4 separate regions of the Mus musculus genome follow, and all the other regions are linked to region 1. The links are chromatin contacts, called in public promoter capture Hi-C maps. All regions are on one chromosome and are shown on one strand. The core of a region is the stretch at or near the end of the contact, and the rest is flanking DNA. Distances in the headings are between cores, read along the strand shown. Region 1 holds the start of Creld2 (cysteine-rich with EGF-like domains 2). Region 2 holds the start of Nup50 (nucleoporin 50). Region 3 holds the start of Fam118a (family with sequence similarity 118, member A). Region 4 holds the start of D130051D11Rik (a long non-coding RNA gene).

Region 1 (7,356 bases), core at 2,251-4,750:
ACACGTGCCCAGCCCACTTCACACTGGATACAGTCTTTGTTGCTTGGACCAGAGCAGGTCTTGCAAGACTCATCACAGGCTGGAAAGCAAAGGCTGTGTCAGGAGGGCCCTTTTGGGAACAGGGTCTCATTGCCTCCCACACTGAGGAAACCTTCCTTCAGGAAGGAGGATTTTTAAGATTGGCAGGAAAATAAAAGCGGTGAAACCAAGAAAACAGCAGCACTTAACTCTGAGTGTGATGTCACCACATCCAGCGTCCCTCTAGTCAGTGACAAGGACTGCTGACTATTTCCTTCACAGTCATAAAACATCAAGTGAACTCAACCAAGGATGCTGCCCTGTGCAGGCAGCAACCATGGCAGCCTAGAAGGCTGGCAAGGCCTGTGCTCCGCTGACTGATTTGACAGGCAGAGCTGACCTCAGTCTCAGAAAGAAGCTGCCCAGGTAACCTTGACAACCCTGGTGAGAGCGAGGGCGTGGGAGGGCCAGTGCTCAGGAGTAGCCTCCAAGGGTCCTGGTTCCCTTTCGTAGCCATGTCTTGTGGGCACAGAAAGTCCTTGTTCCCTCTGAGAAGTTGTTCGATCAACTACAGATACATCTCAGCCTCTGTATCTTGCCTCCGTCTCAAAAACCACCTGGCAGGAAACTGAAAGACCTGTCCACCCTTCTGGGACAGCCATGTCATCATTTCAGGTGATCATATGGAATACGGCCAACTACTAGGTGCTAGGTCATAAAACCAAGGGCATTTGATACAGGCATGATAGAACCTGTCACACAGGCACTGAACCACCAAGTCATTCCCAGGAAGGCTTAAGAAGCAAGTACCTTTCCCTTCCAGGGTAGCTTATGGATACTTCAGAAAGCCCATACTGCCAGGCCTCCTGCACCGGATATGGGGTTAGGGGCCAGGAGGCACTCTGTTCCCAGCTATGCAGCCTCAGCAGAGGGCTGCTCCCCACAGCCTCTCCATCACCCAAGCCAGCCAGACTCTGGGTGCCGGTGCTTACCTGAGCAGATGCTGTGGGTCTCGTTCCTCTGCAAGCTGAAGAAGCCGTCTGTGCAGTCAATACACAGTGGTCCCTTGTAGCCTGTGTGACACTGGCAGGACCCGTCGCCCTGTCTGCTGCCGTCTCCGCTGCAATAGCCGTTTCCGCTGCAAGGCCTCTCGGACCCACCCTGGCACTCTTGGAAGACATAAACTTTTGCTTGGAGCATGCCCCTGGGGTTGGAGCATAAAGCCATTGGGGTCCCTTACAATCTAAACCTGGCACCAATTCCTGCTGAGGGAACAGGGACCTGGAAGCTGAAGGAAAGGGCCAGAGCCAGACACTGACCACCTGGGACCGGCAGGATTAACACTAGAACACCTGTGGGGAGCCAGCTATGGGACAACACACTATGTGCCCGAGAGAGAAAAATCCAATGTTGTATTCAGCATACAGTCAGGGAGAAGGGAACAAGAGCCAGCTCAGCCCACGTGCATGCCTGAAACTGAAACTTCTGTCACCGGATCCAGCCCGACTGATCAACATGACTTGGCTCCAGTCTCAAGGGTCACCTCAGAGAAGGGGCCAGGACTAGGTAAGAATGCTTACCACCCCCAACTCCCATCAGTACAGAGGAGCTCGAGAGACTGTGATCCCTCCCCCTGAACACTCATGAGGGCAAGAGGAGAACTCCCTAAAGTCAGAAGTCAGCAGTGATGCGGGAGCCTATGGCCCAGGTTCACAGCACCAGAGCAGGGGTGGACAGCTATGTATCTGAGGAAAGAGGCAGGGTTCCCCAACTCCACAGAAAGAGCATGCAGTTCAAATTCCCTCTGTGCTTTTAAACACAAGAAGGGCATCAGAGAGGAGTCATGGGAAAGATGCAGGCTCGGATGTCCCGGAGGGGCGGGGGGGGGGGGGGGGGTGTACCTTGACAGTCTGGCCCGTAGGTGCCTGGAAGACAGCACGCTTTCAGTGTGTGTACACAGAACCACTCAAATAGGTTGGGGTGCTCCTTCTTCCTGAGGGTTTTGAAATGGTCATTAAATCCCACGAGACGCTGGCCCGGAGGCACGCACGGCTCAGTGGGGATGCTCCAAGCCTTGGACAGTTTCAAACCCTAAATATAGCACAGGCGTTTTCAAACATATCAGCGGGGGAGTTGACTTTATAAGTTAGGTGTAGTAAGAGATCAGTAACTAACAGTGATAGCCAGACAGTAACGATGCGCTGAAGTGAGGCTTAACCACTCCAATTTTCACTTCTTAACTTCAGGCTGAAGCAACTAAGGACCTCAGGTGATTCGGGCTAGGAGGCACTGTCCACGCCCTCAAGGCTATGTGATGGGGGAAGCAAGGGTCAGGTGTGCACAGGACCTCCTTGGAAGCTTCTAAGAGATGGTGGCAGCGCAGGGGTAAATCGGGATGGGGATGTAGGATATTTCCTGCTTCTCTAGGTTCTCTACTGGGAAGATACTGCAAAATGCGAGATCAGAAGACAGGGTCCCAGGCACTCACAGTGTCTGCCACCAAGCCTCTAGCTGCTCCTCCTGCTGCTCCAAGAGTTGGTTGCACTCAAAGTCACTGCTGTCACACAGACCCTCCATGATCTCCAGAAGCCGGATCTCACTGAAACACAATCTGTCAGCACCCCAAAGCACCAGCACCCCAAAGCACCAGTCTGCTCACTTTACACATGTCCCTCCTAGAGACTACTTTAGCGAAGAGGAGAGTCTCTACAACCACAGGCAAGGTTAGTCAGTAAGGGGAGGCTAACCGGGGGGTGTGCAGCGGACCCAGGAATGGTAGGCCCCTCCATCCCTACAGCATGAGAAAGGGAGCTTATTCCATTAGTCAGGGAAGCCAGAAGTCTCTAGGAGGGCGAGGGGCTCCAGTCTGAGTTTCCAAAAGGCCCGTGTGCGTGTGTGTAAAAGCCTTCCAGTGTCTGTGCGCACAGAAGTGGCCGTAGGGAGTGTGGAAACCACAGACCAGTTGAGTGGCCAGAGGCAGGGACGACCATTGACAGGTGTCCACCACCATCGAAGGGGTTCCTCCGTGTGCCGGTGGTCTGCACCGACCCCAAGGTCTGACCACCGATTCACAGACCGCGACCGCACATCCTCGCACTTCTTGGGAACACTCACCTGAATTCGTACTTAGACAGCGTCTTCTCTTCCCACGCCGTGTTGCCGCCACCGAAATTCTTCCTGGCCGTGTTGGCCATCCCCTGTAGTGGAGGTGGCACCAGCTCGATGGGCTACCGTGAACCCCGCCGCCAGCCCCTGCCCCAGCGCCGCTGCCCCGGACCCCGCCGCCCGCCCACCTGGTTGAACTTGTCCACCAGCGTCCGGCATCTCTGGCACATCGTCGGCTTCCGGGAGGCTACGGCCCCGGGCGGCGGCAGCAGCAGCAGCAGCCCGAACGCGGCTGCAAGCAGCAGGTGCATGGCGGGAGGGCTGCCCGGCGACCCACCGAGAACTGCGGCGGAGTCTGAGCCTCCGCCCACCGGCCCGCGCGCCGGCCGTTCCCCGGGCTACTTGACTGCGTCGCCGAGGCCCCGCCCACCTTTCACCCCGCGCGCTTCTATTGGCCGGAGGAATCCCCCTTGCCTGATGTGGACCAATTGAGGCTCGCCACGAGAAGCCACCAATGAGAAGGCCCCGGGTCAGCGTCCCGCGAGAATGAGGCAGAACCGTAATCTTCTATCGGGTCCCCATGCCCCGCCCTCCACGAGTGGCCATCTTTTCTCCGGGCGGGAAGCGCCAGCTGCGGTCGCCAGCCTGGGCAATGGTGGCCATGTCAAGTTCGGGCAAAGACTTGGCTTCCGGGCCCGGTTTCCGCAGCCGGCTTCCTGCCTTGGTCAGTCTGCTCAGTTCCGCGGGGTCCTGCGGAGAGGAGAGGTTAGCGCGCGTCGCCGGGATTGGTGTACTCGGGCGGGAGGTGGCGAAGCTGGGGTTCTCCCGAGCGCGCGTGACGGCCTTTGAGTTCCTCAACCCGGGGATGGACCTGTCACTTAGAGGCTGAGCGTGTCCCTGGGGGCGGGACATCTCGCCCGAGGCCTGGACCGTTCATCCATCCTCCTCACCTGGCGCCCGGAGCTGTCATCCGTAAACAGAGCTCTACATCTGGGTCCTGCTCAGTGTGGTTGAGGGGGCCCCAGTGGTCGACATTTCCTCAGGGGCCTCAGGCAGTGAGTTCACAATGACCTTCCGAACTTTAAGTGACCTGAGGGAGGAGGAGGAGGAGATGTGGACTATGTGTATTTTAAAGAACATCTGATTGTATAAATAGTAACAGTTTAGTCTGGTCTTTGGTTTACAAGTAAGTTCATCTACACCAGCTAACACTTCCAGGTTAAAGCCACAATTTGAACGAATGATTCCCACAGTTCCCTTGGAAGCTTTGGAATCACAATGGACAGGGACGACAGGATCTTTGAAGGGTACCCCCTAATCTGAGATGCCCTCCTCCTCCACGCCACATTTGCGAAGAGTATAGCTTTTAATTTTTTAAAGATTTGTTTATTTTATGTATATGAGTACACACGGTAGCTGTACATAGGGTTGTGAGCCTTCATCTGGTTGTTGGGAGTTGAATTTACGACCTCTGCTTGCTCTGTGCATCAGATCTCATTACAGGTGGTTGTGAGCCACCATGTGGTTGCTGGGATTTGAACTCAGGACCTTCAGAAGAGCAGTATAGCTTTTTGGAGCTTGGCTCCTGGAGCTTAGCCATTAGCATCTCTTCTTCCCTGCAGCTGCCCCCATTCCTGTGATAGGTGTTTTGTTTTGTTTTTTTTTTTGGTTTTTTGAGACAGGGTTTCTCTGTATAGCTCTGGCTGTCCTGGAACTCACTCTGTAGACCAGGCTGGCCTCGAACTCAGAAATCCGCCTGTCTCTGCCTCCCAAGTGCTGGGATTAAAGGCGTGCGCCACCACGCCCGGCTGATAAGTTGTTTTTATGTACTGGTGAATAACTCCCTTGTATTGTTTCTGCTCCTGGTTGAGCGGTCCAGCTCACCCTGGTCTCCTGTTGTCTTTGAAAATAGCTAGCCGGGCGGTGGTGATGCACACCTTTGATCCCAGCACTTGGGAGACAGAGGCAGGCGGATTTCTGAGTTCAAGGCCAGCCTGGTCTACAGAGTGAGTTCCAGGACAGCCAGGGCTACACAGAGAAACCTTGTCTCGAAAGAAACAAAAAAACAAAAAAGAAAGAAAATAGCTGCTGTTGGTCCTCAGCAGAACACACACCCCTTTGTGGCTGTGAGGAAGGAGGAGGATCGGGTGAGTTCTGTGGGTAATAGCCCACCCTAAAGCTTGGGTTTCCTTCAAAGGTCTGCAGAGCAGATAGTTGAAGCAGCGAAGTTGGAGTCCCTGAAGCAACGCATCTCGCACTGCTGCCTCCCTCGATGGCTTGGCCTCTTCCCCATCCTTTTCAATACCAAGGATGGCCTTGAACTTCTAGTCCTCTTGCCTCTTACCCCCTAGGTGCTGGGATACACACATATATTTACATACCTGGGGTTTATCCGGTTCTGGGGACCGAACCCAGGGCTTCAGGCTCTTAACAAGTTACCCAGGTTGACCTAGACCTCTTGTTTCTCCTGTCTCAGCCTCCCAAGTACTGGAATCCTAAGTGTGCATCACTGTACCCCAGTATGGTTTTGTGCCAGGTTGGGAACTTTATGTACATGTTGTTCTATAACCTAATTAGTCAATCGTCACACTTTCTCAGTTCAGGACTTTTTATTGGGTCTAACTCAGCTGGGCATAGTCAGACGTGGTGGAGTGTTGGCCAGACTCACTGTAGCCTTGCAACCGAACTTGGAATAAGCAAGTGCACGCTGTGGCTTATTTACACTCACTAAAGTCTTTATAATATGCCTTTGCGCAGGGCTGGGGAATACCTGTGGGGCATTTTCCTGATTGGTGATGTGGTAGGGCCCATCTCACTGTGGGTGATGCTATCCCTGGGCTGGTGGTCATAGGTGCCATAAGAAGGCAGACTGAGCAAGCCATGAGGAGCAAGCCAGTAAGCAGCACTCCTTCTTGACCTCCATCCACGTTAATCTCCTGCCTCCAAGTTCCTGCCTTGAGTTTCTGCCCTTAGTTTCCTTGGATCGTAAGCTGTAAGATGAAATAAACCCTTTCTTCCCCCAAGTTGCTCTTGGGTGTGGTGTTTTATCACAGAAATGTAAACCCTAACTGAGACCATAGGAATTATGAGCATTATTATATTTCACGGGGCTGGGGCTGGAGAGGTGACTCTGGTTAAGAATGCTGACTGGTCTTTTAGAAGACCAAAACTCAGTTCCCTGCACCTACACAGCACCTCACAACTGCCGGTAACTCCAGTTCCAGGGAATCAGATGCCCAGACATACATGCATATATACACATATATACATACACACATGCATGGGATTTATTAGAGTGGCTTACAGACTGATCTAGCTAGTTAATAACGGCTGCCTATGAGTGGGAGGTCAAGGAATCCAGTAGTTGTTCAGTGTACAAGGCTGGATGTTTCCCTCAGGTGGGCTTCAGTATACACTGGGGTCCTGAGGAAACAGGAACCATTGCCAGTGAAGGAATGGATTTGCCAGGAGACCAAGAGCAAGCTTCCTTCTTCCATGTCCTTTACAGAGGTTGCCAGCAGACGCTGTGACCGGATCAAAGATGGATCTTCCTACTTCAGAAGATTTACTTAATAAACAATCCCTCACCGGGGTACTCAGCTGCTTGGGTTTTAGTTAACTTCAGATGTTGTCAAGTTGACAGAATAGCCATCTCAAGGGGTCTTGTGCTTCCTCTCCTCCACATCTTACCTGTGTGACCTCAAGCCACGTCTTAGGAATGTCTGACCGTGTAAGGTAACAGTGTTCCTTGTCTGTGTCTCTGTGAAGGCGCATGAAGTTCAAAGCTCTACATGGCTGGCAAGAAGTCATCGGGCAAGCGGTCATGGCCGCTTCTGGGGCTGCTGGTCACTGTAGCCACCATCCACCTGGTTATATGTCCCTACACCAAGGTAGAAGAGAGCTTCAACCTTCAGGCCACACATGACCTCCTGTACCACCAGCTGGACATAGACAAGGTGAGGCACTGCACCGAGTGAGCGGACGCTTGCTTCACTTGCCCAGCCTGTGCGCTGACCACTCTTCTCCCTGCAGTACGACCACCACGAGTTTCCTGGAGTTGTTCCTAGGACGTTCCTCGGGCCGCTGGTGATCGCAGCGTTCTCCAGCCCCGTGGTTTATGTGCTCTCGCTTTTAGAAGTATCCAAATTTTATTCTCAGCTGATAGGTAAGGGCCTCACAGGGGCAAGAGCTGTGACATCACATGGTCACAGGTGGGGTGGGGATGGGGTAGGG
Region 2 (7,356 bases), core at 2,912-5,411, 3.9 Mb after region 1:
GCAAACACCCACAGCTCACCAGGAACCAAACCTCTCCCGCTGTGTTTTCTTGAAGGTTTTTAAGTTCTAGCATAGTCTTCACCAAGAAAAGTAACATGAGCTGAGACACAGACAGCAAGAGACAAAGGGAGCGGCTCTGTACCTCTTCAACTTCGTCTTCCTCATCCCAGTTCCTGTCAGTCAACTCCTTCTCCGCAACTCTCTTCGCCATTTTTGTGAACCTAGATGACAGGAAACAGAAATAAGATGTTTGCTTTTCTACACCAGAGTAACTGTTACAAATACATTTTTGTTGCAGTTTTCACTTATTGTGTAATAAAACCACAAAATAGAGACGTATAAGAAAAAGCAATTAACAGATTTTAAGCAAATGAGACTTAGAGGGTTTGGCTCAAAGGGAAGGAAACACAGTAAGAAATTCAGGAAAATATGAAGTTCGGGGAAGTTAATTTTACTTTTTTAATTAAAAATTTTTATTACAAGTAATTAAAAAAATCCTAGTCCAGCATAAAATGTGGTGAGCATACCCCTGGTGCTGATGGAAAAAAAGCGCTGTAGTGAGAGCTTCACCGCGGCCATGGGCCTCCAGCATCAAATCCTCAACACAGGGCTACAGAGCAGGCAAAGACACCTGAGGGACACCAGCCCTCTCTTTCAACAGGAAACCAACTCCATTCACAAAATTAAGACAAACATCTATATTTTTTTCCACTTACCTTGCCAAACATCTATTGATCTTGCAAGAGCTATAGTATTTAAGTAGTATATTGTACGTAAAGTCCTTATGTCAATGCAAATATCCTTGCCATAAGCATTCTTTTTTTTTTTTTAAGTATAGAATAGGGTTTATTCAGGACATGGGGAGGGGAGTCGAGAGGGTAGTAGAGGCAGAGAAAAGGAGAGAGAGAGAGAGAGAGAGAGAGAGAGAGAGAGAGGAAGAGAGGAAGAGAGGCTGGCCAGGAGCACATGGGAGGGGGGGAAGGGAAAGAGCAAGAGACAGCAAGAGAGCCATGAGCACTCTTAATATTTAAAATATAAAGATGATTCAGAAGTTTATTCTTGGGTAAGGATTTTAATAATGCCTGAGAAATACTTTTGCAACATGAGTAGTTTTCTCAAGGCTACAATTAATAGAAATGGCTCCCAATTAACAATTAATTGCCTGAATTAAGCAAATTAATTGTGCAAAGCTAAGACATTACAAATTTAAAAATTTAGGTGCTATGGATGTGGTTGCAACTGATAATATAAATTGCTTCAAATATACAGCATCAAGGCTGGAGAGATGACCGGACAGGCGAGAAAGCACACTGCTCTCGTGAAGTTAGTGTTGGATTCCGAATACCCAACAGCAGCTCCCAAGTACCTGTAACTCCAACTCTTGGGGTATCTAACTAACTTTTCTGGCTTCCACGGGTGAGCAAGCACAAATTAATAATAATAATAATAGCAGCAGCAGCAGTAGTAGTGGTAGTAACAAGAGCCAGGCAAGGTGGCATACACCTTTAACCCCAGGACTCAGGAGATAGAGGTAGGTGGATCTCTGTGAGTTTAAGGCCAGGCTAGTCTACAGAATAAGTTCTAGGACAGCCAGGGCTACACAGAGAAAACCTGTTTCCAGAAAAAAAATGCCTTGCCTTTTAGAAATAGCAATAACAGGGGCTAGGGAGATAATAGCCCAGCAGTTAAGAGCACACATTATTACTCTTGCAAAGGACCCAAGTCAGTTCCAGCACCCATGTCAGGCAGCTCATATTCCTGTTGGGAGTTACAGGGGATCTAGTGCCCTCTACTGTCCTGCACAGGCACTGTACACACACACAGAGAGAGAGAGAGAGAGAGAGAGAGACAGAGAGAGAGACAGAGAGAGAGACAGAGAGAGAGACAGAGAGAGAGACAGAGAGACAGAGAGAGAGACAGGAGCTTGGAGGGTTTTGTTCTAAGCACTGTTTCATCTCTTCAGAGCAGCTTTAGCAGCGAGGGTACTTGCCCAGGCTGGCAGTAGGTACTCCTTCCTGATACTTTCTCCATTCATTTACCCTCAGCACAACATCCCACCAGAGTAGGCCTGGAACAGTCATTAGATACAAACTTACCCATCGCTTAATGCTCTACAGCAGATTAGCAACTACAGAGTAAGTTTGAAATCATAAATTCCAAAGCCTTCCAATATCTGACGTGCAGGGCTCCAGCTTTCGAAACATTCCAACCTTTTACATTTTTCTCTTACAGGCACGTTTTCTGATTACAGAATGAATGATTTTAAAAATGAAGATTCTAAAATATACAGCATGAGTTTTAATAAATATCAGTAACTGGGAACCGTCTCTTTTTAACTCCTCTCCCAAACCGCTGCAAAATTAATCTTATCAGAAATAGCGTTCTTTACAGAACTGTTCACAGGTGAGGTCTCTGGATCCCTAGGGAAATTTTTCTAATCATTACCTAACATCACCACCAGAGGGCAAAAGAGGTAAGCAGTGACCCTGCTAGATTTACTGTTTTAAGATGTGGACAAAAGGAATAGTGGGAAACGCATTTAAACTGTCTAGCTCAGACTTGAAACTAAAGAGTACCTGACAGACTAAAACAAACGAATGCTGCCGCTGCCATTTCACACTTTACTCAGATGAGTCAGAGGCCAGGAATTCTAGTTTTGTTTCCTGATGACTCTAAAATGTCCCAAACCTACCTGGCTCATAGATCTGTTGTTGATTCAGTGGTCCGAGGCATTACTTATTTGAGAAAATACAAGATGCTATTGCTAGCTTCCAGGACAAGCTGAGCGAGCCTGGGCAATCGGGTTTGGCGAATGATTATCTGTGGGACAGAGGGACTGCTATGAAAACTAAGATGGCATAGCTTAGAAGAGTGCCTCAAACAGAGGAAGTGTCCTGTCAAAATAGTAACAAAAATAACCCCTATTTTTACTCCAAAACTCAAAAGCTGTAGAGGGAAAAGTAACTACTACTATAGGCTAAACTTTTAAAACACATTTCACCAACCCGGGTGATGGTAGAGGGAGGCTGAAGCAGGATGACAGTTTGAGGCCAGTCTAAGCCATAGAACAAGTTCAAGGCCAACATAGGAGATACATACTTTTTTTTTTAAAGCACCAAATACCTACTTATTTCACATTCCATAGTTAAACACAACTCTGCAAATTATCTGGAACAAGGCCTGGCACTTGAGACTTATCTGCCAGCTATTATTGTTGTTATTAAAGCTTTTCTGTTTTATTTTTCTTTTAAAGCGGTGGGGACAGGATCCAGGGTCTCGTACGTACTAGATAAGCTTCTACCAATATGTTACCGGGGAAATTTAATCCCTGTAATAAATGACTTACAACAGCTGCCCGGAAGACTTTGCCAAATGTCTGCGTTTGTGGGTAAAATGGCTCCACGAAATGCTTTTAAGATATGAAGCTAGGAAGTTGCCGGGGGACGGGGTGTGTGTGTGTGTTGACAGGGGATGGTGATGGTGTGTGTGTGTGTGTGTGTGTGTGTGTGTGAATTATTCACGATCGGGCCGCTTCCTGCGGTGTGCGCACCCGCACAACTCTGCGGTCAAGAGATGACTTTCACAGGAAAACACCAGGAGCCGATCGAGGTCACTATAACGCCCCGGAAAAGCCCAAACCTCAAAAGTGGCCCTGGACGAACCCGGGTGACCAACGGCCTGGAAACTCGGTGAGGGCACCGGGGGACCGAACAGCCGGGGAGACGACATGTAAGGGGCGAAGGCCAGCCAGGGTTGGGCCAGGGCGGCCCTGCCACCGCCGCCTACCTCCGCTGGGGCCGAGGCCCGCGCTCAGCCGAGCCTTCCACTGCCAGGCGGCTCGCCCGGCAGGCCCGGCCCGGTCCGGCTTCACAAACAGCCCGCCGCGTCGCCAAGGCGGCCGCCGCCCCGCCCTCCTGGCCTGCCCGGCCCTCACCTACCTTGACTGCCGCCGCCGATCACGCTGGAGTCCCGGCGCCGCGGCGAGCAGGGCCGAGGCGGCGGTCGCGGCCGCTGGGAGATTCCGGTGCGTCGAGCGCCTCCGGGAACTTCGTGATCAGCAGAACTCGGGAGCCGTGTGTCTCTGAGTCCGACACTGAGGACAAGAAGAGACATCCGCTCAGCCCGAAGCTGCTACAGAACGGTGAAGAGAGCGCCCGGGGCCGCCATCTTGTAACTCGAATGGACGCCTCCGAACCAATCGGAGGGAAAAGAGAGGGGGAGGGGGAAGAGGCAAGCGACGCCCGCATCCAGCTACTGCGCATGCGCGTCGGAGCCTCCGCCGCCGGCCCCTTCTCCTGAGGGCCACTTGGGTCGCGCGGCGCATGCGCAAGCCCGCCCTAGAAACAGTCGCCGGGAGGACCATTGGAGCTCGCGCGTGCGCACAGGGAGCGCGGGCAGCGGGCCGGGAGCCAAAGCCACTGTCAAACGCGGGTTAAGCACGTTGGTCACGTGTCGGCCGCCGTCCCAGTTTGAGGAGGTTCGCGCGCCAATCGCTGCCGAGACACTAGCGGGAGGCGTTGTGGTCAGTGACTTTGGAGGCCTCCGATGGTGTGGTGGGTGGCTGAGGAGACTGGCCGTGGATCTGGGGGGAGCACGAGGCGGGTGCAACGTGATTCTCACGTGGACGGGCCTTGGGGAGGGTGGATCTCAGTCTGCGGAGACTTGGAAGCTTGTGGTAGCTCTTCCCGACATGGGGCTGGAGAGCCCTGCGGGACGGACTCTAAAGGTCACCTGCCCCAATTGCTGCTTTATGATAGATGTCCACAGATTTCCTCGTTGGGAGCTGTAAATTTGCCCCAAGCTGCAGGACCAGCTAGGGCCCACAGGAGATGAAGTCCCCGGAGGGATTCAGCTGCGGGACGAACCGTATGCGTCCTGGACCAGGACTCGTGTTTTGTGTGCTTTTAGCTGACTACAGCACTCTAAAGCGGTTCAGTTGTTTAAGAAGGGATTCCGGTTGGTCTAATTCTTCTGCTTGAGTTTTAACGAGAATGTGAACCAGAATGTCAGACCCATCCTTAACCATCCGGAAACGGGTCTCAGAGAAACTAGCATTTCTAGAGCAATAGTTCCAAACTTTTGAGAGAGGACAAAGGGGGTTCCAAGGGAGAAGTCAAGTCCCTTATTTTCAGGGTGTTTCATCCATCGATCTGCAAGAACTGCAAAAGGAGACTAGCTGGCACGGTGGTAGAGTACTTGGCTAGCACGAGGAAAGCCCTAAATTCAGTTCCCCCAGATCCAGCAGAGTGAAAGAGAAAAAGCCAGATCGCATTTAATGCACACATTTGTTCTTGATTCAACTGACTGCCAATGAAGTGTCTTCTGAAAATTTGTGTTAAATACATGCAAGGTATTTTTCTTGTCATTCTCTACACATTTCAGCTATGTCGTTAACGTCATATTTAGTGCTATAAGTACTCCAGAGATAATTTAAGTATCTGAAGTCAGTCAGGTCATGGGCATTTTCAACTAAAGTCACAGTTACTGGAAGGCTGAGGCAAGAGGATCAGCCCAGGCCAGCCAGAGTAACAAGAAGATCCTCATTAATACAGACCAGACCCACAATCACAGCTATTCAGACAGTTGAGGCAGGAGAATCAAAACTTTAAGGCCTATTCTGGGCCACAGATAAAATTCAAATCTATGTTGAGCGTGCCTGAGCAACTTAGACCCTCTCCCAAAAATAAATAAAAATACAAAACTGGCTGGTCATAGTGGTGCTCATTTTAATCCCAGTACTTGATTAAATCCCAGTACAGAGGCAGATCTCTGAATTCCAGGCTAGCTTGATCTTCATAGTTCCAAGATGGCCAGCCTCACATATTGAGACCCTGTCTCAAAAGCAAACAAAAACACAACTACCAAAAAGCAACCAAATGAAGAACCAGAAAGGGTTGGGGGTGTTCAGTGGTAAAGTATCTGCCTAGCGCCTGTGAGGCCGTAGTACTGCAAAAGGAAACCTAAGTAAACTGGAAGTAGTAGTCCACACCTTTAATTCCACCACTCAGTACTGAGGAACAAAAACCTAGCTGCAAGCCGAATTCATTGGAGTGAGATGTCCGTGTGAAACCTGCCCGGAATTCTTTCAGGTTATAGGCAGTTTGGGTAATCTAGGAACTGGGACATGATTGCAAGTTCAAGGCCATGTTGAAGGATCAGGTGAGATCCTCTCTCCAACAGCAAAACCTGCAAGTAAAATACTTCATGTGAATACTGTGCCACTTAATATAAGAGCCTTGAGCAGACTGGAGTGACTCGGTGTTTAAAAGCACTTGTTCTTTCAGGGGATCCAGGTTCAGTTCTCAGAATTCACGTGACAGCTCACAACCCTCCATAACAGGATCCCGGACGTTAACACAACAGACTCCATTGATGGTGGTACCATTCAGGCCATGAAACTCAGCAAGCAGCACCACTTGGTAAAATGAAAACAATGACCACGGCCATCAAAGGCCATACATACTTCATAGTTTCTAAATGTAGTCACCCAGCTCAACTGAAGTATGTCAACCCAGATTGTTGTCCGTGCTTAACTCGCCCTGAGTAAGACTTTGGGCTACGCTGGGATTCTGAACACCCAGCAAGGTTACTGGTCAGCTAAGAGAGTTTGTATTGGCTTAAACTCATGTCTGAGCAGCAGTCTTATCTGATGGATACACAACACTGGAAGTTCAAAACATTCATATTCAAAAATTAAGATTTGAAAAAGAGAGAAATGACTTAACTCATCGTAAGATTTTGTATCTGCAGGTATTGTGGACATGCATAAGCATTAGGGAAACCCAACATACAGGGATGTGTCTTCAGGGCATCTCTTTTGTGTTCCATGTCCTGTGATTAAACTCTGGGAAACTACAACAGCCCAACCCAGACAGGATGATTAGATTGCCCAGATCCTTCAGTAATGAAGATATGGGTCTCCCTAACTCCAGGTAAAGAACCAAGACTCACTAATGTGCTTGCTGAGGGTGGAGGAAATACAGAATAGGTAGTACAGGAAGGCAGTTGTGAATACCAACGGTGGCCATGTGACCTTACAGAAAAGAGGTCTGTAACTGACGTTTTTGTCCTGTTAAAAACATGTTTGTGCATATAGAAAGCAGATACTGTGTTTTCTCCTATTTCTTTTTTTGGTTTTTTTTTTTTTTTTTTTTGAGACAGGGTTTCTCTGTGTAGCTCTGGCTGTCCTGGAACTCACTCTGTAGACCAGGCTGGCCTCGAACTCAGAAATCCGCCTTCCTCTGCCTCCCAAGTGCTGGGATTAAAGCCGTGGGCCACCACTGCCCGGCTTTTAATTTGTTTTGTTTTCTTGTTTTGTTTTTTTTGTTTGCCATTTCTTTATAATGAAATGTAGTA
Region 3 (7,356 bases), core at 2,592-5,091, 3.8 Mb after region 1:
ATGCAGGCTTTGAACACACCTGCAGTCAGTCAGATGGGACAGGAGAAAAGGACCCTTTGCCACCTTCCTAATTAGACAGGGGCTCTCTCTGACCATCAAGTCCCAGGGCTCTCCCAGTCTCTGCCCCCTACAAAGGTGTAGGGGCCTCCATAGCCATACACAGTTTTTAAGAGGGTGTTGGGGATTCAAACTTAGGTCCTAGTTCTTGTGCTGCACAGAGTTGTCCACTGACCTCTGCACATACTGTGTGCTACATACATTCACACATATCATACACAGGATGACTTTGACGATGATGATGGCTATAATACACATTCTAAAAAAGAAAAAGCAAACCCCACAAGCACAACTGAAACAGTTAAGACCATAGTTCCTTCAAAGTATAGCACTACTCATGAAAGCACACATCTGCAATCCCAGATTTTTGGAGATAGAGGCAGGAGGATTAGAAGTTCAGTGAAACTTAGCTATGTAGAATTTTAAGGCTAGCCTGGGCGCATGAGATTCTATCCCAAAAGAATTAAAATTGCTGCTTTTAGGGAAAATCACACAAAGCACTCTGCATGCACACTCTCAGTCAAGTGCCAACAGCTCTCAGTGCCAACTCAGTCAGCTCTAGAGGCAGCCACCACCACGCTGCAGTCCTGCCCCTGTTCTACCACCAGTGTGCAGGGATGCCAAGGGACACATAGGAAGCTTTTCCAGAAACCTGACACCCACGGCACTGTTTCAGTCTGCCCATCAGGGGGGACAAGTCCTGTAAGGCAGGTCTTTACATCACTTTATAAGTCAGTGGAGGTTAAAAAAAAAAAAACAAAAAACACCCCAACCTGAGCCCAAGTGAACCCCCACCCCCAAACCCAGAAGATGCAGAAGAGATGCTCTATAGAAAAACTACAAAACTTGGGCTAGAGATATGGCTCAGGGGTTAAGAACACTTACTGCTCTTCCAAAGGTCCTTGAGTTCAAATCCCAGCAACCATATGGTTGCTCATAACCATTTGATGAGCACTTCTGGTGTGTCTGAAGACAGCTACAGTGTACTCATATAAGTAAATAAATCTTAAAAACAAAACAAAAACAAAAAAACCACTACAAAACTTTAGAGCTGGAGGGATCTAGGGTTTCTATAATGACAAATGGCTTCATTTCTTTGAGGTGAAAGCTGAGACTCCAGTAATTTGGCCAGCATCTTCCCACTTCTGGCTCTAACTCACTTCTGGCTTACCCCGATTCCTTTCACTCTCAGCTCAGGCCTACCTACGCCCTGCAGCCCCAGGCCTCCCTGTCACGCTCCTAGGTCATCCTGGGCCCCAAGGTTGGCTGCTACGTTTTGCCTGTGGGACTTCTGCCATTCTCCAGAAACACACCATCAGAAAGCCCAGAACATGGACAGACAGACAGATGGACACAGATACACACACACAGCCAACCCCGACAGCTCTGTCACACAGCTGCCTGCAGAACACAGTAACTTTAGCAGAATTGATAAGGAGAGCTAAACAAGAGGTATGGCCATGTCTCCAGGCAGAAGGCTGGGGAGGAAAGACAGGTACACAACCCAGAAGGGCCCAGCCAACAACAGTTTGCTGTGCTGCTTACAGCCTTGCGTGGCTCACCCTGAGACTGTTCCTCACACGTGAAAAAGGAAGAGTGTGTCCAAGCCAGGTGGCCAGAGGCATTCCATGGGATAATATCAGAGAAGCCTACATGCTTCCCAGGACCCCTAGATTTAACCCATTAAATGCCAGTCCTGCCACTGTAGGTATATTCTAAGTACCTATCAGTCACGTGTGGCTGTGGTAGCCACAGAAAGCCCTCCTGCACTAGGCTATCTCCATTTCCCTCTCCTTCTCCCAAATCCGGCTTCATCCATTATTCCTTATAATCCCTAGTTCACTGCCTACAGTAGTGCATGTCACACCTTCCAGTGCTCACCTGTCTGGACATCGACACCTCCTGCTTGCAGCTTCAACCCCTCCAGGTACACATCCGAACTCGTCTCCTTCAGTACCTTCCCCTTTCCTTCAGGACTCCCCCGCTGACTTCAGTCCCTCTTCCCCCTACCGGAAGCAGTGTGTCTTATACTTGGATAGCAGACACCCTGGTGAGGCGCTAAGGTGAGTACCACCTATAAGCAAACAGATAAAAATCTCACCTAAAAAAAGTTCCCGTGTCAGTGCCCCAAGCTCGAAGCCTGGGCTTTCAGCTCAGTCAAGCTCTAGAGAGCTACTGAACCACACGGCCTGGGTCCAAGTCATTCCTACCTTTTGTGGTCTTTTGGCCTACAAAAAAAAGTCGCTCCACCACAGCTAAAGTGACCACTGGAAAAAATATGTAAGCCAGGACTAGGGACATGGCTCAGTCACCAGTCAGTCTGACCTGTGAACATAAGGCCTGGGTGTGATCCTCAGAACTCCTCAACCTTTAAGAGTCTGCTTCCCTGTTACCTCTTGCATCCCCTTCCCTCACCCCAGCTACTCTCTAGAACCCCCAAGCCCCAGCTGCCTTGAAGGCACTCTTAAGTACCACCAACTTGGCTAATCCCCACCTCCCAACCCTTACCAGCTGGAGCTGTGTCATCTGCCTCCAGCACCCAGCACTGGGCCGCAGAGGGTATCCACTCCCTCTTTAAAAATGCCTGGCCCTTGCCTTTCACAATCATCAGGCCATGTTCTTTCTTGGGGCTTTACCTCAGGGTACCAGACTGCCGGTGTAGCAAGCAAGTCAAGGACTGTTTATCAATGACAATAGCCCGAGGAAAGGATAATCCTTGTTCTAGAGATTTCCAGGACTGAAAATGATAAGATGTGTACCATTTGGCCCCAAACCTCCACCTCAGGGAAGACAGCCACCCTTAAATCAGGATCCCAGAAAGATGGACCTTTAGTTTACCTTCGTCCCATCAATTAGACCACTGTAATCAAGCTTTACTTTCCTGGACTGGTTTTGGTGGGCTGTGTGTGGTAACAGAAACTACCACACATTGAGGGCACAATCTAAAAGAGCTTTGACTGCCCAACTCCCGTTACTCCCAGCGCTGCCATTCTCCACAATGAGTCGGTCCCACACCAGCCTCCACTGCACGGTGAAAACAAACGCACATGCGAAGCCCCACATCCCACCTCCTCTTTGGTTATGCGTGGTCCTCTGTTGACCTATCAGATGGTGCTACTTTTATCCCTATTTACAATTCACAAACCTCAAGAACACTCTAGTAGAAGCTGAAAAGCTCTGTGGACCTCAAGATAGAGAGCAGGAGGCAGGAGATCCTAGGAAGGAAGGTCTCTAGGGATAGGTGGGTCTGAAGGCCTCTCCACCCAAGAAAGGATGGGAGTCTATGGGCCTGGAGACCCGAAGCTTTGGAGTTGGACCAGAGGGGATCTGTTGGACTTCTGGAGAAGATATAACGGTCTCGGGCCCTGAAGCCGCCGAGGTCTGTGTGCTGAGTCTGAGGGAAATCTGGAGGATGGTGAGGTTTTCTAGGTGTGGAAGGTAATCAGGTCCACAGGTGGCCGCGGACCCAGGCAGCCCAGGGGATGTCGGAGGCAGGGTCCCCAGCGCATCAGAGGGCACTAGGGTCCTGGGCACCCTAGGCGGGTTTTGAGGGCTGGGGAGACGCGAGGCGCTGGCACCCAGCCCCGACCCGCCGCCTCACCTGCCGTGCCACGGAGACACCAGTGTCGCTCGCGCTCTCGCCGCCTCCCACCCGGGTCGCGCCCCTTCGGCTGGGTGGAGCCGCCGGGCGCTGCGCCGGATGGCGCTGCGCGTGCACCACGCCGAGCCTGCCCAGCCGAATCCGCAGCGCTCTCTCAAGGCCTTCCCCCCGCGCGCGCGCACTGCCCGCGCGAACGTTCCGCCCTGAAATCAACGGCCCCGCGGCAACGGGAAGCCCCGCCCGAAGGGGCGTGGCCACGACGCGTCCCGCCCCCAAGAGAAGCTACGATTGGACCCACGGACTGTGCTGTCGTGTCCACGATGAGCCTGGTCTTAAGAGACTGAATGTCTCGCGGCCAGTCTTCCCAGCGCTGTTTTGTCTTCAGTTTCCCCATCTGCACGCCTGGACAGCCCCGCGGAAACGCAGAAGGCGTTGAGCTCGGCCGGAACCACCCTTGGGCAACCACTTCCAGCCGGGCTCACTCCATCTACCTCAAGCCACAGGCTGTACAGCCTGTGCCCTTCCCCAGCCTAGCATGCTTCACGTCCTCCCCGCAGTGACCGACTCCCTTACCACGTGTCAGAGTAGGCGTCTGGCCCTTCCGATGTGCCTCTTGGACACGTCTAGCTTGGGCTTAGATCCAGGGACTAATGAGCATATGTACCCAGGTTCAGCACCTGTTAATCGGGTGAACTCAGTGCCCACCCCGAACGTTCGAGAGTACACGTGGGTGGGCTCTGCGCTGGAGCACTCAGCATGAGGACCTTTAAAAGTCAATGACACCTCTCCTTTCTCTAAATAAGGCTGGGATGGATCAAAGCCTATTTCCTCTTCCTCATCTTCCCAGGTCGGCCTGCCCAGGCAAGTTATTTGGACTTCCTCTACCTCTGGCTCCTTTTTTTCTACATGGGTTTGCTGTAAGCATCCCTTCAGCCCCATAAGAAAAATGCATGTGTAATAAAACCTGGGTTTTTGTTCTTTTCTTTTTGAGACAGGGTTTTATGTGGCTTTGGCTGTCCTAGAACTAGCGCTGTAGAACAGGCTGGCCTCAAGCTCACAGAGTTCCACCTACTCTGTGGGTGTAAGGTATACAAAATCACTACCTGGCCAGCTTGAAATTTGTGGCACCAGAGCCCAGAACAGTGGTTTGAACACCTGAGTCTGGGTACCTACTAAGTAGCTGGCCTTTGAGAAAATGTTTTTTTCAGTCCTCAGGACATCTCCCATGAGGATGGCACCCCATTTACTGCAATTAACAGCAGGAGAGGAGGAAGCCCAGAGAAGTTGTATTGGCAATACCAACCATGCATTGGCTTCAAAGGTCTGGGCTTCCCACTACTAGACTGAACAATTTACATGTGATGCAATTTAGTTCACAAGCTCCTGCTTCCATAAAGGGTCCTAAGACTTGAACCTGTGACACTGGAGAAGTTCCCGGGTTACAGGAAGGAAGTTGTTCAAGGAGACTGTAGGCTAGGAGCTGAGGAGTTAGAACCCACAGCACACCACCCACACACTGGATGCCCTCCAAGATCCAGTGTGGCAGAGCCTCAGTAATCCCAACTCTCCATCTAAGGTCAACACAGATCGGAAGTCTCTGCCCATTCAGCCAAGCAGCTTTACAAGGGCAAACCCACAGAAGGGACAAAAGGGACACCTTAGAAACAATGCCCTCCTCTGTATCCAAGAGAGACAGATGAACACTTTCTACCCAGCCTGGCAGTACTAGGATCACCCTGATTTACAGGGAGTCTCAGAAAACTGCTTTAATCCCTGTCCACTGTGTTCATTCTGAGTAGATAATGTAGCGCCCGCCAGTGTGTTCCTGCAGTGCGTCATTCAGGTAGGCTGAACAAATTCATGAATAGGTGTGTGCACAAAATATGTTTCATGGCATGAGTTCAACAGACCAGATTCCTTTCTTTGTTATACCAAAGGTGGCCTTGGAGGCAAGCAGCAGTGGCTACCCCAGGAGATGTCAGTCTGTTTGAAATGCAAGTGCCTGTGGAAGTCTGCGAGAGTAATGATTACAAAGCACAAACTATGTGCTAAACTTCCCTGTGACACCTCTTCCTTCACTCTCACAGCAACCCTGTGCAGTAAGGATTGTGACTTTTTTCCCCCACAGATTCAGAAAACAGAGTCAGGAATGGGGAGATGTCTCCTTGTGGGTAAAGCATTTGCCATGCAGTCATGAAGACCTGAGTTTGAATCCCCAGAGCCCACCTAAAAGTCAGGCATGGTGGCACATCCACAGTGAGATGAGAGGCAAAGACCCGAGGAATTCCAGAAGCTCCAAAGCCAGCGAGTCTGGCTCATGACATTGTGAACAACATAAGACGGACCCTGACCCAAACCCACAGAGAAGTTTGTCCTCAGATCTCCACAGTAATGCCATGGATACACACACACACACACACACACACACACACACACACACAGGGACTTAACTGGTCAGTCAAGCTGCTTCAGTGTGCTGCTGTCTGGTTTGCTACAGAAAGAACTTTGCACAACCAGAAAGGAAAGAACTGCCAGACTCAGTGAGAAATGCTAGGGTGGTAGAAAAGACACAACAGGTGTCCCACGACAACATATTGTCACCCCCTCACACCCACACACGCCCACCAGAGATGAAGCTAATGCTTTATTTATTTATTTATTTATTTTTGGTTTTTCGAGACAGGGTTTCTCTGTATAGCTCTGGCTGTCCTGGAACTCACTTTGTAGACCAGGCTGGCTTTGAACTCAGAAATCTGCCTGCCTCTGCCTCCCAAGTGCTGGGATTAAAGGCCTGTGTTTCGTTCAGCCAGTGGCTCACATGCCTAGGTTCTAGTCTGGAAAGGCATCTTGGAAACCTGGAAGAGAAGAGGGGGGCTAGGCGGCATGTATGCGCGCGCATGCGGGGGGGGGGGGGACCAAGACAGGCAGTCTGATCAAGGTTCAATTTTATTATTTCTGACACTCAGTTATGAAGCAGGGGAAGGGGCCCGATTCCCGCCAAATCATCTTGGAGTAAGGTTGCAGGTGAACACGTGATAGCTCCGGAACAGCTAGGTGGCAGGCAGCAGCAGTGGGAGTGGCAGGACGATAGGGCAGCAAGCTCTGCCCCAGGCTCTCTAACACTGAAACCTGAGCAAACTGGTTTCAGGCTAGGGAGGGGAGGTTACAGGCCTGCACCACCACTGCCGGGCTGAAGCTGGTGCTTTATAATAAAATTGGAATGCCTCCAGCAAACAGACCCTGCATCAGTGTACAGGGGGGCAAACAACAGATCTTGAGTCACTACCGCAGCCTATATAGATACCAAGCACTATAGCCACTTGCAGGTATGTGTCATCCTGCATGCAAGCCATAAACACTAAAGACAGAGGAACCAACAAAGACCCTCACCCTGCTCCACACACACCCAAAGTCGTCCAGGTTTCCCTGCCTCTGAGCAGAAAGGATGATGCAAGATGACTTTGGCGGTAGGGCTGCTTGGAAGAACCTCTAACCCACTTCACCCCGAATGGCTGTGCCTGCCTCACCTTTACTTCATATAGGGCCTCCTCACTGCTGACCTGAAACTTTGCAGCAGGCTGCTCTGAGACCCTCCTCTCCCAGGTCTCCTGTACCCCCAAGAGCTATGAAATAGTACTGAATAAGTATTCACGTGCCCACTGTGCTAGGAGCTCAGGATACAACAGAAAAACCATACT
Region 4 (7,356 bases), core at 2,492-4,991, 3.2 Mb after region 1:
AGAACTTAGCATTAAAATTGGGACCAAGTTTGGTTTTGCTCCTGAATTAATCATATTTCCACATGTCTATCTGATAGAGCTTCTCTGTATCTTTAAAGACTTACTTTATTATTTATTATGTATATATATATGCACATGACTGTGTATGTGCACATGCATTCAGATGCCTGTAGAAGTCAGAAGAAGGTGTTAGACCCCCTGGAGCTGGAGTTACAGACAGTGGTGAATAGCTGGAAGTGGGTGCTGGGAACTGAACTCAAGTCCTCTGGAAGAACAGCAAGTGCCCTTAACTGCTAAGCCATCTCTCCAGACCCTTAATCCTTTTTTTCCATTTTTTATTAGGTATTTAGCTCATTTACATTTCCAATGCTATACCAAAGGTCCCCCATACCCACCCACCCCCACTCCCCTATCCACCCACTCCCCCTTTTTGGCCCTGGCGTTCCCCTGTACTGGGGCATATAAAGTTTGCAAGTCCAATGGGCCTCTCTTTGCAGTGATGGCCGACTAGGCCATCTTTTGATACATATGCAGCTAGAGACAAGAGCTCCGGGGTACTGCTTAGTTCATATTGTTGTTCCACCTATAGGGTTGCAGTTCCCCCTTAATCTTTTTTAATTGACATTTTATATTTATTCTTTGAAAAACTCATACAAGTATACAATGTATTTTGATCCTATCTCTTTGTCTTATTTAATCCCAAATAACAAATATGGTTTTCCACATTTAACAGATGAGAAACCTGAGGCTCAGAGAAGTTAAGAAAGAGGAGCTGCCTCAGTCAGTAAAGTCCTTGCTGTGCAACCATGAGAACCTAAGTGTGATCCCTAGAACCTATATATAGGAGCTGAGCATCATGGGCAATCCCAGCCCTGGGCAGGCAGGGACAGGAGGTTCCCTGGGGCATGCTGGCCAGCCTAGCCAAATCTCTAAGTTCTAGCTTAGTGAGAGACTCTGCCTCAAAAGAACGAAGTGGAAGGGGGATGGAGAGATGGTTCAGTAGTTTACAGCACTTGTTGCTCTTGCAGAGGACCCAGGTTTGGTTTTTAGCACCCATATGATGGCTCACAAACGTCTGTGACTTCAGTTCTAGAGAATCTGATGGCCATTTCTGACCTCTGTGTGCACCAATATGCATGCAGGCAGGCATACATAAATACAGGCAAAATACTTGTACACGTAAACAAAAATTTAAAACTCAAAAATAAAAGGAATGATTGAGAAGGACACTGTACATAGACTCTGGCTTCCACATACACACATGCATGAATACCCACACTCATGGCCCACAGAAACATATACACACATACAAAAAGAAAGAACTAAGGGGTGAAAAAAGGTTTAGTGGTCAAAAGCACATAGTTCTTTTCCAGAGGATCGAAGTTTGCTTCTCAGCACCCAAATCAGATGGCTCACAACTGTCTCTAACTCTTGGTTTTGGGGAATCCAACACCTCTGGCCTCCTTGGACACCTGCACTCTTATGAGTATAATCACATGCACACACACACACAGACACACACAAAATTTAAAATAATATAAATCTTTAACAAGAAAGGAAGAAATAAAGAAAGGATGGAAGAAAGGAAGGAAGGGACGGAGGAAGAGAGTGAGGGAAAGAAGGAGATGAAGGGCTTGCCTGAGGCCTCAGAGTAGTCTGAACTCCCGGGAAACCTTAGTTCTTTAGAGGTTTGGAGCTGAAAGCCTCTTTTGAATCAGCGAGGCCTCTCTGCATTGTGGCTAGCATGCCCTGAGGAGTAAATACTCACCCTATACTGGCTTAGGTGGAACCCAGAATGATTTTCTGAGCACAAAAGTAGTCTAGACCCTCCTACTAAGTCCTGTTCAGCTCCAAGAGTCCTTATTCCTTGGACCACACCCAAGACACATTTATTCTTTTTTTTTCCCATAAAAAGGGGGGCACTGGTCTCTGAGTTGAGATTCCTCGACTCACTTGAAATTATTGGGCTGAAGTGTGCCTCTGTCCACAATTGGTGGGAAAAAAACAAAACAAAACAAAACAAAAACCAGAGAGGCCATTCTCTTGGAAACCATGTGTTTTCTTTTTATAGAGGTGCCCATCCAGTTCCCAAGCTTTGTCTTCTAATATGGAGAAAGAAAAAAAAAAAAAACCAAAAAACCAAAGCACTGTAAGGCTGCCTCTCTGAGGCACATTTCAGTCTAGAAAATCTGGACTATTGCAAACAAATGAGGTAGAACCTCAAGCCCAGGGCTAGGTACCCACTGCTGCCAACAGCCACCACATAAGACCTGGAAAGACACTATGGAACCAATAAGATACCTTAGGCTATCCCAAGGAGAGCAGTAGGTGCAGAAGAGAGAGGCACTCTCAGTGCACAAGGCTGGTTTCTTCAAAATTATATATGAGAACACTGGGTGGTCTCTTTCATACACATTCTGTCCCTGAGAGTGGCTTGGCAGGCTTGGTCCAACAAACCAGATGCTTGGAAATCACCTACTTTTCCATGTTCTTCAAAGGCATCATAGAGACCATCTTCTGCAACCCACTCCTGACTCCGGTACAAAGAAAGACAGCGCACAAATGATGCACAATCTACAATGTTTCATTTGGGGGTTGATCTTGTAATGGTGCAGAAGCGACAGGCATCAGCAGAAACACTACTTGGGATTTTGAGTTTGATCTCTTCCATGCTGGTGATAATGCGATATAAGCACCCTTTCTCAACGCTGGCCATCACCAGGGGAAACCACATGCTCCAGTGTGCTGAGTTGATAAGCCAGGACATTTAGTAGATTAAGCAACCCCATGATGTTTTAAGCCACAGTGGGTCCTCTGTATGAGCCATTATTAAAGGTTAAAGAACCTTTATTTGATGGTCTCGGTGAACAAGTTGGGGTGGGGACATCAGGCACCTCCAGGATGCTTAAAGTCTTCTGGCTAGGAATAAAGAATGATGAACGGGGCAGTGCTGGCGACGAGAGGTGACCACGGAAAGGAACTATGTGCTCCAGCTGAGCAGAACAGATTAAACCAGAGAATCAGAACCAGGGTGTGGAAGGACTTGTCTCTCTGTGGAGGGACAGTGCTGGCCACAGTGGCTAGGAGCCCTGCGACAGCACATCAGAAGCATGTGCGGGCCTTCCTGAAAAGTGGCTGTCAACAAATAGGCGCTCTCGTCTCTGGGCCTGCAGACCTCCAAAAGGGGCGTTCACACTGCGGGGCTAGCCTGGGCTCTGCATTTCTTGGATAGGGCTGAGCACCCGGCAGGGCCACGTCGCTCCTGGTACAGAGGGAGGCTACAGTCTAAAGTAGGAGGGGCCTCGGGTTCCCGGTGCCAGGACTCCGCCGCCAAGACGGTGCCGTGGCCTGCCCCCTCTAGGGACCTAGAAAGCTCCACGCTCACACCTTGAGGGGGTACAGAGGGAGCAGAAAAGGCAGAAGTGCGCCCACGGCGCCCACAGCCCTTAAAATAACACACAACTCTCACGCTCCACCCCGGAAGCAGACTCGCGGTAGACGTAGGGCGGGGCCTCTCGAGTCTGGGGGCGTGACTTCTAAGTAGCCTGCGCCGGAAATGAAGTCCAGGGTGCGGCATACTTGGAGGCCGCGGTTCGCAGCTGAGAGGCGGGGCCCTGTCTAGAGGCGGAGCCTTGCCCAGCTGGAGGTGGAGCCACTGGGCCACCATCTCCGACTTCCGGGGTCGCGGGCGGTGCGGGCGGAGTGAAGCACAGAGTGGGCGGGCCCTGGGTCGGCCAGCTCTGAATGCAAATTTACGGCCTAGCAGGCTGCGGCTCCGGGGCGAGGCCTGCGTGTGGGGCGGGGCCTAGGTATGTGGGCGGGACCTGGCGCCGGGCACGCCCAACCTTAGTGCGGGCAGGCGGGAGGCGGAGCCTCTGCGCGCGGCCTAAATGAGTTTGCGCAGACTCAGGGCGGGCTCTCAGCCTGTCACTGTGAACCTTAGGGCTGCATTTCACTTGAATCAGATTTTCGTTTTAGTCAGACTTTTCTGTTCTGAAAGCTTTCCTGCCCTTGGAGTTTGTAAATCTTGGCAAGGAGGAAGAAAACGGGTAACCCTCAAGCTCCTCGTGAGATTTTTCCTTTTTTGAGGCTGTGTACGTGATGTAAAGAGTCTTGCAAAATTGCAGTAACACTTGAGAATACCTTAAAAATACCCAGTTCTTGATCTAAGGGTGTACCTCAGTTGGTAGAGTCCTTTCCTAGCAGACAGGAGACCTTGGCTTCCATTCTAGTATCAAACAAACAAACAAACAAAAACTTTATAATTTTCCAACTCAAAAATCATACGTTACTGGAGAAAATTTAGAAAGTTGACAAGAATTTTTAAAAACCTGATCAATATGCCAGGTAGTGGCACACTCCTTTAATCCCAGCACTTGGGAGGTAGAGGCAGGTGAATCTCTGCTCTTGAGACCAGCCTGGACTACAGAGCAAGTTCCAGGACAGTCAGGGCTATATCTCAAAAACACCAACAACAACAACACAAAAAACAACAACAAAAACAAATAAACACTCTGATTATTTAAGATCACTAGTGTTAACATTTTGACGTTTCTATTTTTATAATTCTATGTATATTTGAAACAGAAATAGGGACAATACTATACAGTACTACCTTGCCCTTTGTCTTTTTGTGGCTGGTGTTGCTGTGAGGGTCTGACCATAGCCCTATTTGTGGCCCCACACAGCCCTAGATGGGAAACCCCTTTGTTATTTAACTCTCATAGGCCGTCTTGTTTCCATCTCTTTTGAGTTTTCCTTTCTTTCTTTCTTTCTCTCTTTTGTTTTTGTTATTGTTTTTTGTTTGTTTTTGTTGTTTGTTTTTTCGAGACAGGGTTTCTCTATATAGCCCTGACTGTCCTGGAACTCACTTTGTAGACCAGGCTGGCCTCGAACTCAGAAATCTGCCTGCCTCTGCCTCCGGAGTGCTGGGATTAAAGGCTTGAGCCACCAAGCTCGGCCCTCTTTTGAGTTTTCTACATTTAAAAGGTAACAATGTTTCAACAAGTGATAAATCACTTGTAGCCAAAAAATAGATACCTAGTGTCCAGATTACATAAAGAACTAAAACTCAACAATGAAATCCCTAATTTAATTATAGGCAAAGGACTTAAATGTTTTTAAAGACTAAGTAGCTAAGACCCATACAGCCAACAAGATACTCATTGTGGCCAATCAACAGAGGGGAAAAAAAAAAAACCAAATTCACAAAACACTTCACACTAAGGTTGCAAGTACAGAAAAAAAAAAAAAGCACAAAAATGGAAAAATGGAAAAAGTGTTGGCAAGTATGTGGAGAATCTGGAACCTTTTCACATTGCTGGTAGGAATGCAAAATGACGTAGTTGCTACAGAAACCTTTATGGAAAAGCCAGAGCTACCACAAGGCCCAGCAATTTCTCTTGTCAGTATGTAACCAAGGACTTGAAAGCAGGAATGCTGTCAGTCTGCTGTGCACTCCTGCTCCAAGGAGAGGAAAGGTAGAAATTCTAGAAACAGCTCCCAAAGGGTCATGGATGGGTCAGTGGGTGAAGCTGATAGCATAAACACAAACAAAGGGGCATCAGCAGGCTTAGAAAGGAATCAAGTTCTCCAATCAGCTACAACAGAATTGAACCCTGAAAACAGGGCTAGGTGAAGAAAGCTAGACACAAAGTATCCAATCATGAGGCCCATTCAACAGATCCTCAGGCGAGCCCATAGACAGGAGAATGGCGTTTCTAGGCTCTGAGGCCAGAGGAAGTGTAAAGTTCTTAGTGACCAGATGAGTTTCAGTTTAGGATGAGAAGGTGTGGAAATGGATGCTGATGGCTGCATAGCAAGGAGTGGATGCCTAATGCTGTGGAAACAGTACATTAAAAAAAAAAAAAAAAAGCTTATTAATATTCATGAGGAAGTCTGAGGACGATTTTTAGGAGTGTCTCCTTCCACCTCCTTGAGGGAGGGCAGCTCATTTCTGCTGCGCAGTACAGGCAAGCTGACCCTTGTGCTTGCAGCTGATTCTCCCGTTTCTGACTCCCATCTCGCCGAAGTGCTGAAATTAGATACATGCCTGACGTAAATCAGACTTTTTATGTGGGTTCCAGGGATCAAATTCAAGCTGGCGAACGTGTGGGGCAAGCACCTTTACCTCCTGAGCCCTTTAGCCAGCCTCCTCAATAATACCCTTACAACTATGTTAACACCCCCTAAAGGCATTTTTGGGGTGGGAAGACTTTTTGGAGTGTGTGTATGTGTTTATGTATACATGGAGGACAGAGTCAGACTTCGAGTGATTTCTTCAATTATTCTCTGCCTTATTATTTTTTCCCACCTTATTTTTTGAGACAGAGTCTCTCATTGAACTGGAGCTCAACTTTTGGATCAGACTGGCTGACCAGCAAGCCCAAGGAATCCTCCTCTTTCTGCCTTCATAGTACTAGATTACATGCTAAACCATGGGGGAGGGATAGGGTCTTTTTCTCAGATGCTAATCCCAGTTCATAAATCTCAGGCCCATTGAGGTGCCCCTCCAGGTGGCTGCGGATGGCGTCATTCAGGCTTCTCTGTACTAATCTCCAAGCAGGAAAGCAAGCCTGGTTTGGAAAAGCAGCAAATCACTGGTGATCTTTATCTGAACTTGATCTTTTCTGTTTGAACCACCACCAACACACACACACACACACACACACACACACACACAGAGAGAGAGAGAGAGAGAGAGAGAGAGAGAGAGAGAGACATTTTCTTCTCTAAACACCAATACATTTATTGCTGACAATTCTGATAAAATAACAAACAGAGCTACAAGTTGGAGAGGCCGCCATTGTCAAGGCCGCCTCTGTTCGTGGCACTGTGCCCATATAGCCACTGTGACTATACACCATGTTGTATTATCTTTGCCTTTACTAACAGGCAATTTTTTAAAAAAGTCTCATGTTTCAGTGTTTCTGCAGCACATTTTATGCCATCCACTGTTCGGATGTCTCGTATGTACCTCCTGTACTTGATTCTTCACTGTTGGCCATATGGGTGATTGACACACAGACTGTAGTGAGCATCCTTGTGTGTCTCTCATGTTCCTTAAGTGCCCCTAAGAGAGGCTGAAACTTCACAGAAAACAAGCCCTTTCTTGTTCTGTTTTAATTTTTTTTTAATTTTATGTGCATTTATATTTTGCCTGCATATGTGTCTGTGTGGGTGTCAGACCTTAGAGTTATAAACAGTTGTGAGCTGCCATGTGGGTGCTGGGAATGGACCCTGGGTCCTCTGGAAGAACAGTCAGTGCTCTGAACCGCTGAGCCATCTCTCCGAAGATTATTTTGGTTTTTGAGACAGGGTTTCTCTGCGTAGCCTTGGCTGTCCTGGAACTCACTC

What was found. Promoter capture Hi-C pulls out the DNA fragments that hold promoters and counts their contacts.
Region 2: a contact with region 1 is called in a promoter capture Hi-C map of pre-B cells. The contact joins the promoter of Nup50 here to the promoter of Creld2 in region 1.
Region 3: a contact with region 1 is called in a promoter capture Hi-C map of pre-B cells. The contact joins the promoter of Fam118a here to the promoter of Creld2 in region 1. A contact is called at or near these places in 2 of 39 promoter capture datasets (the HPC-7 cell line and pre-B cells).
Region 4: a promoter capture Hi-C map of pre-B cells shows a contact between it and region 1. The contact joins the promoter of D130051D11Rik here to the promoter of Creld2 in region 1. A contact is called at or near these places in 2 of 39 promoter capture datasets (maxillary cranial neural crest and pre-B cells).

The regions. Positions count from the first base shown.
Region 1 is chr15:88,815,790-88,823,145 of GRCm38.p6, reverse strand. Creld2 (cysteine-rich with EGF-like domains 2) reads right to left here and starts at 3,500. Exons shown (of 10, transcript NM_029720.2): 1 at 3,312-3,500; 2 at 3,133-3,215; 3 at 2,507-2,617; 4 at 1,920-2,011; 5 at 1,011-1,187; 6 at 1-79. The coding sequence starts at 3,434. Alg12 (asparagine-linked glycosylation 12 (alpha-1,6-mannosyltransferase)) reads left to right here and starts at 3,828. Exons shown (of 10, transcript NM_001142357.1): 1 at 3,828-3,888; 2 at 6,892-7,079; 3 at 7,156-7,288. The coding sequence starts at 6,915.
Region 2 is chr15:84,920,233-84,927,588 of GRCm38.p6, reverse strand. It overlaps Nup50 (nucleoporin 50), which reads right to left and starts at 4,161. Exons shown (of 8, transcript NM_016714.2): 1 at 3,939-4,161; 2 at 143-221. The coding sequence starts at 211.
Region 3 is chr15:85,033,547-85,040,902 of GRCm38.p6, reverse strand. It overlaps Fam118a (family with sequence similarity 118, member A), which reads right to left and starts at 3,841. Exons shown (of 9, transcript NM_133750.4): 1 at 3,659-3,841.
Region 4 is chr15:85,630,981-85,638,336 of GRCm38.p6, reverse strand. D130051D11Rik (a long non-coding RNA gene) reads right to left here and starts at 3,741. Exons shown (of 2, transcript XR_003951642.1): 1 at 2,302-3,741.